Linked DNA regions of Sus scrofa: regions 2 and 3 are each linked to region 1. A link is a contact called in public HiChIP or PLAC-seq and promoter capture Hi-C data. All regions are on one chromosome and are shown on one strand. The core of a region is the stretch at or near the end of the contact, and the rest is flanking DNA. Distances in the headings are between cores, read along the strand shown.

What was found. Promoter capture Hi-C pulls out the DNA fragments that hold promoters and counts their contacts. HiChIP or PLAC-seq counts read pairs in DNA pulled down with a chosen protein or histone mark.
Region 2: a promoter capture Hi-C map of liver shows a contact between it and region 1, with 6 times the contacts expected there. The contact joins two enhancer-like sites. A contact is called at or near these places in 1 of 5 promoter capture datasets (liver), 24 of 47 Hi-C or Micro-C datasets (adipose tissue, alveolar macrophages, blood and 14 more) and 2 of 2 datasets of contacts at active chromatin or transcription factors (alveolar macrophages and skeletal muscle).
Region 3: an H3K27ac HiChIP or PLAC-seq map of alveolar macrophages shows a contact between it and region 1. The contact joins two enhancer-like sites. A contact is called at or near these places in 2 of 47 Hi-C or Micro-C datasets (blood and liver) and 1 of 2 datasets of contacts at active chromatin or transcription factors (alveolar macrophages).

Annotation. Positions count from the first base shown.
Region 1 is chr3:77,446,087-77,449,323 of Sscrofa11.1, forward strand. No RefSeq gene overlaps it. Among named protein-coding and RNA genes, the nearest start is that of AFTPH, 25 kb to the left of the region's middle. Within about 2 kb of position 1,340, at least 46 of the 83 cell types and tissues checked have an H3K27ac peak or open chromatin away from gene starts, as enhancers often do. A contact at or near this core is called in adipose tissue, alveolar macrophages, fetal liver and 6 more, where this site is marked.
Region 2 is chr3:77,813,956-77,816,920 of Sscrofa11.1, forward strand. No RefSeq gene overlaps it. Among named protein-coding and RNA genes, the nearest start is that of VPS54, 41 kb to the right of the region's middle. Within about 2 kb of position 1,591, at least 27 of the 83 cell types and tissues checked have an H3K27ac peak or open chromatin away from gene starts, as enhancers often do. A contact at or near this core is called in adipose tissue, alveolar macrophages, fetal liver and 6 more, where this site is marked.
Region 3 is chr3:77,069,808-77,072,821 of Sscrofa11.1, forward strand. No RefSeq gene overlaps it. Among named protein-coding and RNA genes, the nearest start is that of SLC1A4, 100 kb to the left of the region's middle. Within about 2 kb of position 1,759, at least 41 of the 83 cell types and tissues checked have an H3K27ac peak or open chromatin away from gene starts, as enhancers often do. A contact at or near this core is called in alveolar macrophages, where this site is marked.

The DNA.
Region 1 (3,237 bases), core at 90-2,589:
CAAATCCTTAACCTCTAGGCCACCAAGGAACTCCTTTTCTCTTTCTCCTCCCCTCACCACCCTTCTAGAAAATCAGCATCTGGACATTTCGAGGAGAGGAAGGCAGAGCATCTCCTTCATTCCAACCTGCCAAAAAGACACTGGCACTTACCAGCAAAGACATCTATCTGTACCCCATGACCCCGCAGAGAGGGAATGTGTTTTCCTCTTTCTGGTGGCTTCCTACCTCTCTGTGATTGACAAGTAGTTACAGATCCTGGAGATTGATAAAAAACAAAACCAAATCCTGCTGTGATCCTTTCACAGCCGGGCCCTTCCTGTTTGGTCTCTGAATGAGTTGCAGGCAGGACTATGGCAATCGCAAAGGAGAAGGCTGAAGGGAACATCAACGCCGCCCCCCCAAACCCCCCACCGCCCGCCCAAGACAAGACGAGGGATGGAGAGAGACCCATCCCGTGGGTCTACAGCTGCCGGTACTTCAGGCACCGGCGTGGGAGAGACATACCGGCGAAAGGAGAGAGCCCCCAAACCCAGAGCAGGTAGGTCTTAGGAACCCTGGGAGAGTCACCTTCCCTGGCCTCCCTTTTCCTCTGGTGTCATCTGGGAGGCACAGGGGAGAATCCCTGACAGGATTGTCTTGGGCAAACCACACGCCCTTGCGCCTCATTGTTCTTATTTGTAAAGGGAAGGGGTATGCAGTAGGTACCTCTGAAATGCTGTGGTTCTGAGGCTGATATGAGGCAGGAGAGACGAAGTCTCGCGAAGCCAAGCAATCTAGAAGCTTCTGGAAGTGGCTACGCTGCTCGCTCCCGACCAGTGGTTCTCGAACTTGAGGTGTATCAGAATTCCCTGGAGGGTTTGCTAAGGGGGGACTTAGCACTCCCAGAGTTGCCTTTCAGTAGCACTAGGGTAAGACCTGAGAATTCACCTTTCTAACAAGTTCCCAGGTGCTGCCCCTGCCGCTCGTCTGCGGCTCACCTGTCGAGCAAGCATCGCTGCTCTAGTCTACCTCCGCCCAGTGGAAGGAGGCTTCTGCGATGAAGGTCACCTAGGAGGAGCTTAGGAGTGCCCCCTTCAGGATGCGTACCTTTTCTTCCCACCTGCAGGGGGCAGCCTCGTTCTGCCTCAGCCTAGACGAAGGACCAGGATAACAAGGAAGGTAACTCCCGATTAAATACGCCCATTTCCTGAAAATTCTAGATAGACGCTAAAGTTACCCACGGGCCTGAGTCCGAGCCCTAGACAGGGGAGCTCTTTTACTCTGAGTTGTTCCCAGCCTGGGCTGGCGAGGGCTCTACTACCGAAAGTGGGCAGCTCTGCTGATGCCGGACTCCCGGGGCAGGGAGTGCGCTTCATTCGCCTGAAAGCTCACCCTGCTAGCAAAGTGCTGCCTCAGCGTCAGGGCCCAGGAAATGTTCCACGGAAGAACAAATTAATATTTGTTTGAAGATCTGTGCAAGAACTAGTGAGAGAGAAGGGCAGAAAATGATGGAATGAATTTTAAACATGGTCAGTCTAGCAGGAGACACTGACCACTGTTTCAGAAAACGAGAGCGTTTTCTGAAGCTGGGTGATTCTCCCTCGTGAAACAGCGCAGGGCCTCCCAAAAGCTGCAGCATTCGGCGGAGCAGAAGGCTGCAGGAGCAAAACCTGCCAGAAGGGGGCGCCTCGACATTTCCTCCTCGGAGTCAGCCCCAAGCAAGGCATCCGCCAGTCCTTCCATTATCTTAAAAAAAAAAAAAATTATACTGCAGGGTGCCTCAAACTTTTATTTAAAACAAGGTGAAAGTAAATAATCAATATAAAAAAAACCCCAAGCTGAACAAAAGCCTTCTATTTGTGCAGCAAACAGCCTATCAAGTCCAGAGGGAGGCAGTAACTGCCATTCAGAAGGAAGCTGCCTGGCCAATAGACTTGCCCAGTGTGGAGGAGGAAGACAATTTGGGGGCAAGGAAGAAGAAGCAGCAGAGGCTCTGACATGGGTAGAAGGTGTTTGGGGTGGGGAGAGAAGACTAGTCTGCTTGGAAAGGACTCCTCTTCCCTCTTCATCCTTCAGGCTGGGAGGTCTGATTAGGGCCTGAGGATGATCACAACAGTCAGAATATCTACCCTGGTGTGCTCAGTTTCCCACTACCGCAGATTTCTGCCCAAATTCCAGATATTTAGAACATATGAAAGTGGTATACGCCAGGCCCACTGTCAGTAGGAGAGGCCTCCTAGGTGGGTCTCTAAGGGTGGCTCTAGGCCTGTTCTGCCCCATTCCTACAGTCTCAGAGTTCCTCTAATGGCCATAGTGATCATGCCATGGGGCGAGATCTGCATGTAAGACCGGCCGTGGACGTGAGACAGAGCAACCTCACAGGATGCAGCTGGAGGTCAACTCACAACCAACCATTGCGGCAACAAGTGACCCTCGTTAGCAACATTATCTGTCCCCTGCACTTGTAGCAGGACACATCATGATGTGGCACTTTTCACTAAAGTGTTCCTCATGCTTTTTATCTCTCCTTTTTTGCAGAATGCTCCTCCTCCTATGTTGTTAGTCTGCTTTGGTGGTGTCATCATTCACAAAATCTCCTAAACAAGAAACTTTCTAGCTATTTATTTTTTATTTTTTTACTCTGTGCCACATTCAGCCAGCCAAGAAATCCTAATTATTCTATCTCTTAAATAATCTCTATCCTCTCTCCTCCACAGTCACTGGTTAGGATTCATCTGGATGGCTAGTCACCTCTGTTTTCTCTAATTCCATCCTCAGCACTGATTCCAATGCTCTGAAAGTCATATTTGATGATGAAGTTCTCTTGCTTAAAAACCATTGGTAGCCCCCTGAGGCCTACACAGGATGAGGACACATTGCTTTTGGGAACCAGGCTTGGTATAGCTAAACAAATGAGATGGGGACAATGATTGGGGGTAAGAGAGTTCCACTGAATTCCTTTCATGTAAGAGGCCACCCACTGTAATCCTGAAAGCCCCACTATGCCCTGGAGTTGAATCCCAATCAACACAAGGGATTGAACTTTGCATTTAAAATCTTTTGTTCCCATTATTCATGCCACCTTAGGCACGAAGGTTTCTCATTTCCTACCCTGCTCTCCTTATAGATTCCAAAAGCACTTGCATTGCTTCCCTAGGATCTACACAAGTGAGAAATGAAGTGCCACGTGGTCAGCCCTATGTAGTCCAGCAGACTGTCCCCCAGAGGGCCTTTCTGTAGTCGGGTGGGTACAAAAT
Region 2 (2,965 bases), core at 341-2,840, 370 kb after region 1:
GATGTCAAAGGGGTGGAAATAACCAGATCTACCCCCTCATCAGTCCTTCCCAACCTCAGTCCAGGACAGCAGGGAAGACTGGCTGGGTGGGTAGGATTGTTTTCCCCTGGATAATGGACGGTCTACCTACAGGATGGCAGCACTGTGTTTGGGGTACAAAGCACGGATAAGCCACCGGCTAGCCGCAGGGGCAAGACAGCTTACAAAACCAACATCAGCACAAAGCAAAGGGATAAGCCCAAGACACACCAAGGAGGAGAAGTGGCTCGAAGATTCCTGGTAAGATGAAAAGTATTGAATGTTCATTGTCAAGCACTGCATATTAGATTCTGTGCGTCAGCATTTTTTTTTCATTTCAGAAGCTTTTATTTTTCTTATTTTTTAAATAGTTCATGCTTACACATGGTACAAACGCAGTAAGGTACAAAAGGTATACCGTGAAAAATAAATCTTTCACCTCTATCCCCCAGCTACCCTCCCTGGAGGCATTCAGTGTTGACAGAATTGATCCCTGCCCTCCCCTCCCCCCTCTGGAGGTGCAGAAACTGCGTTTTCTTCATGCAACGAAAATACAGACCTTTCTAATGCGGCAAATTTGAAATGGATACATTAAAAAATATATCAGATTTACAAACGTTTTATATATATATATATATATATATAGTAACTGTATTGTCTATAATGACTTCTTGCTCAAAAGTTCCCATTGATGTAGGTGGAAAACACTCGATCTTGCCAATTAAAAACACCTCGGTCCTTAAACCAGTCTCCCTTGGGAAATCACTGGCTTTCGGGGTTTCTCTCTCATCCCAGGGTTCTCCTCTCCCCTTCCCTTTCCCCGAATGTTGCCCAGGTGGCAGGCACACTACAGGGGAGGTGCAGGGAAGGCCTGCCAACTGCCAGGCTTTCCTGGCCTCAAGGCTTTGGTGAGTAAATTGTTCTCTCTGGCCTTTGGGTTACCGTGATTCCAGCTACTCACTGGGATCTGAAGGTCGCACACCTTATACCTTCTTGGCCCAAGGCCAGGCCTCTTCCAGCCCATTCACCCCGCCAACCTCCATCATTCCCCGACAGGGTCTCCTGACAACCACGCACAGACCCGGGAACTGGGAGCACGGTCTCCAGGCCTCTGGTTGCCCAAACCTAACATTTCCACCTCTCTGCAGTTGGCCTGGTTCCAAAGGGGAACACAGGGTCCACACCTCTCCTGAACTTAGGGCTCCGCCACCCCTCCTCTGGGGCACCCTGTGCTTATACCCTCTGACTCTCACAGCTTCCTGGCTGCTGCTTAAACTTTTATCTTCCCTGACAGTCATGGGAAAATGGCTCTCACGTCACATCCTGTGTTCTTCCTGGCACTGTCTGTGACCTGCTTGGGGTGGGGGCAGTCCTCCAAGCTCCGCCTCATCCGTGTATAGTTACATATATTTTTCATTTAGCCAAGTCTGGCTTTTACGAATCAAAAGCACTTAATTTCAAACTATTGTCTTCCTATGAATTTTTTTAAATCCTGTTTTGAAACTCAAAGCTAAATGATGACCTATGCACTCTTGGCTGGGTTTTTTTCCTCCCCGTGACTCAAAGCATGACATTGACTCAATGGGTGGGTGAGCCATGGGGACAGGGCTGATTGGGAAGGCAAACATGCTGATTGAGTATCTCATAAATGTTATCTCCATTACATCAGCATAAGGTTTCCAGTGCTCAGAGGAAGCCAATGTCAGTGTGGTAAATGTTACCAAGTTTTCAGTTGTGATGTTGGGTACACCCACTTCATGTGAAAACTTCATGGTCCGCAAACTGAGTATAAGCAAAACCTAATTGTGTGAATTCTGCCATTATCCACCCAGTTAGGCAGTACAAGCGTGAGTCATTCTGGATTCCTCTCTTTTCTTCGCACCCCATATATCCATCTGCTATTCAGAACCATCAAAGGGAAGGGGAGACTTTTTCTGATAGTCACCAAAGCGGCGTATGGGCCAGCAGTAGAAGCCCATGTCTGTCATTGGACTTTCTGCCATTGTCTCCTCCCTGGTCTCCTTGCTTCTATGTTTGACTTCCTACAATCTCTTCTCCACAAAGCAGCCAGACTTATCTTTTAAAATATAATTTAGGAGTTCCCGTCGTGGCGCAGTGGTTAACAAATCCGACTAGGAACCCTGAGGTTGCGGGTTCGGTCCCTGCCTTTGCTCAGTGGGTTAACAATCCGGCGTTGCCATAAGCTGTGGTGTAGGTCGCAGACGCGGCTCGGATCCCGTGTTGCTGTGGCTCTGGCATAGGCCGGCGGCTACAGCTCCGATTAGACCCCTAGCCTGGGAACCTCCATTTGCCACAGGAGCAGCCCAAGAAATAGCAAAAAGACAAAAAATAAAAAAAATTAAAAAATAAAATAAAATATAATTTAGATCTTATCACTTCCCAGCTTCCTTGCCTTAAACCCTCCAATAGCTTCCTATCACTCTTTGAACTGACTCCATCTCCCTCTTCAGCCTTACCTCCTCATCTCCTTCCAAACCTTCCCCCTTACTCTGCTCCAGCCACACTGCCCACCTTTCTGCCCTCAAATACACCAGCCTCATTTTGACCCCAAGGCCTTTGCACTTACTCTTTCTTTATTAGCAAAACTCTTCCCTAGATTGTCATACTGCTGCCTCCTTCTCAGCCTTCAGGCCTCAACTCAGATGTCGTCAAGCAGCCACATCCCACCCCAGGTACCACTGACCAAATTACTCTATTTATCTTCGTAGCCCTTAGTTCCTGAAATTGTATTATTTATTTACATGTTTATTACCTATCTCCTCCTCACTTGGAATGTAACCACCTTGGACAAGAGTTTGATTTGCCTTCCTCAGAATGATATTTTTGCGTTAAACAGTGCCTGGCGCATAATAAACAGTATGTATGTGTGGACCAAAACCAACTTATTTCATCCAAAGGAGAAAAGGAGAAAGACAACATTTTTTAA
Region 3 (3,014 bases), core at 509-3,008, 380 kb before region 1:
ACTGCATAAGTACTTAACATGGATTGTTTAATATTTACAACAACTTCCATTTATATAGATTAGAAAACTGAGGTCCAGAAAGGTAAGGTAACTTTCCTGGGTCACACACACATCTGATAAATGTGGGTTTGAACCCAGGCACATTGACTGCTGGACTTGTGTGTTTCAGTGCTGAGCTATGCTGCCTGTCCTAGGGGCCAATAAGGGATTTAATACCTTGGAAGTGTTGACTTATTGGTAGTGTGTCCAAGGGAAAAGAGGGCTAGTATGGGGGTTGCAAAAATGACTACAATATTTTGCAGTGCCTTTCATCAGGAGTTAGAATCTGCTTCCCCATCTCTTGAGTCTGTCCCGGCCTGGTGACTCAATTAAACCAAGAGAATGTGGCAAAAGCAAGGGTGGCCTGTTCCCAGCTTAGACCTCAAGAAGCCTTGTGGCTTCTGCTCTCCCCATCCGGAACCCCACTGCTACAGCAAGAAGCCTGGGGTCGGCTCAACTGTTGGTCAGTGGTCCACTCGCCCTTTCACCCCAGCTGACAGTGTGCTAACCACCAGATGTGTGGGTGAGGCTATCCTAAACCATCCAGGGACCTGCCAGCTCACTATAGACACATACACAGGCCCAGCAGAGCCAGGCTAGAAACCGCCCAGCTGACCCACAGAGTGAGGAGCAAATAAATACATGTTTCTTTACTGGGTGGCTTGTTGTGTAGCAATAAATACAGCAGAAAATAGCTCAAAGAGAAGGAAGGTATGAAGCTGGAGGAACTCCCACCAGACAGTATGGATAGGTAGAAACCCTTCAGACAGGGAAAAGAGATTCAGAGGAAAAGAATGGGGGGCTGGGGGAGAACTGCCTGTTTTCTCAGAAACCCAGCACCCTCACCTCTTCCGCCTTCCATACTCTTCTGGGGAGAAACTCCAGCTAGAGAAGCTAAACCAGGAGTACTCTACTGCCCACGGGAAGGTGGCCACCTCTTGGCAGACATGCTGGTGTTGCATGTTGGGCAGAAAGAGGATCCAAGACAGTCCTGTGGACCTGGGATCCTGTGTGCCATGGATTGGCTCCAGCTGCTCTCACTGGAGTTCCCCCCATCCAGAAAATAAGCTGTGTGAACCTCAACTTAGGTAGCAGCTGTGAGGATGAGGAGAAGCTGGCCAAAGGGCAGAAGTATGTAGGATGTACAAGGAACTAGAATACTAGGGGCAAATTGAAAGAGAGGAAATGGCTACTGGGGATGGGGCAGCCTAAAATAACACTGCTGTTCAGAGTACAAAAGGATGCCCCCAGGAACTACTAACAGGGGGAAAAAGATTCTTTTTTTTAAAGAATTTAATAATACTTATTAATAATAAGTATTAATGTTTAATAATACATTTAATGATACTTATTAAATGTTACCGCCATACATAACGTATATACCATGGTTGAATCGTGTCTTTTGGTGGTGACCTTGGTGATTTTTTGACGGAGCCGGCCACCTGCCCTTGTTTTAGGGGTTACTCTCTTTCCAGGCATTTCAATTTTTAAAAGAATCAAAGCAGGCAGCCACTGAGAATGGAACCAGGATTTTTAGCCCCTTCATCAGGTTCTTGGCCTGGGTACTAGCCCCGGAACCACAAAAGGCATCTCCCAGGACCTTGGCGTCGCACAGTTTGAATTCCCTTCCTTCCAAGAAAGGTCCCGAGTTCCTCAGCCTCAGGGAAGCTGCTCTCCGCGCTCCCTCAGGAGACTGAGGGTGGGGACGGCCGGCCCCCCGAGAGCCCACCAGAGGGCGCTGCTCGGTCGCCGGGAGCGCCGTGTCCGCCTGGGCGTGTGGCCTGGTGTGGGCATTTTTGTGTCGTTTAAATGCCAGCATTGATTGCTCACTTCTTTCCCAAACATGTTTCTAATTTACCCGGTATCTTTTCTAAGTGAAAAACTTAAGAAAAAAAATGCATACTGAACTTTAGTTCCAGAAAGAGCAAAAGGGGTCTAACACCAAAAGCAGTTTTGTCCCGGAAACCTCTGGGACTGGAGTCAGGACAGCCAGCATGGGCTCACCAGATGCTACTCACCGGTTAGGACAGAGGCACGTGGAAAAAAGCACACCGAACCTCGGTCCTGCAAACGCCCTTGCTAGCAACCAACAAACCCGTAGCTTTTTGCTACAATAGACAGGTTCGTTTCGGCCAAGTTCAGGAGCTGGTGGCCGCGCGGGTCGGTGGAGGGTCCACCTATGGCCCTCAGCGGCCGGACAGCCCCAGCTTGCCGCCTGGCCCCTAGCGTCGTATGGCGCCGAGGGTCGGGGTGGGGTGGGGGTAGGGGTGGGACCAGGGGTGCGTGGTCGCGGAGGTGGGGATGGGGGGGCAATCGGGGCGCTCAGGGCAGCATTACCCGCACAGGGTGAAGGCAGGGATGCAGGGGCAGGATGACGAAGAGGAGCGCGGCAGAGGGAGGGAAAGTCCTGTCTGGTGGTGGTGGCGGGCACCATCCCTAGGGCTTGGATGGAAGCCTGACAGCCATAAATAGAAGTCATCCGCGAAGAGACCTAAAGACACGTTAGGCTGCTGGGAGTTCTCTAGGAGAGAAAGCTCCTAATCTCGGGGTGGGGGCTGGGGAGGGAAGCTGGCGGGGGCGGGGGGTGGTATCTGATTGACAGCTGGGTTCTCTTTTTTCAGACCAGGAAAAAAGGAAAAAAAAAAAAAAAAAAAAAAACCCTGTCCCCTGGGGAGATGTCTCAGTCACTTTTCTCCTGCAGGAAGCTGCTTCTTGTTGGAGCCTCCTGGGATTGGCAGAGTTAAAATCCTTTAACCCAGGATGCCTTGGGCCTTTTGTTCCGCTCTGACAATGGAATTGGGTGGAGGGGGCTGGGAAGGCAAGGAGCTGGGTCGGGGATATCCGTAGCTGGGGGTCTGCTGAAGCTGTGTTCAGTCACAGGGTGAAAAAAAGCAATTTCTTTGTTCGTGTGCGTGTGTGCGTGTGTGTTGGGGGGAAGGTGTAAGGAACACGGGGCACCAGCGCACTAACACGTG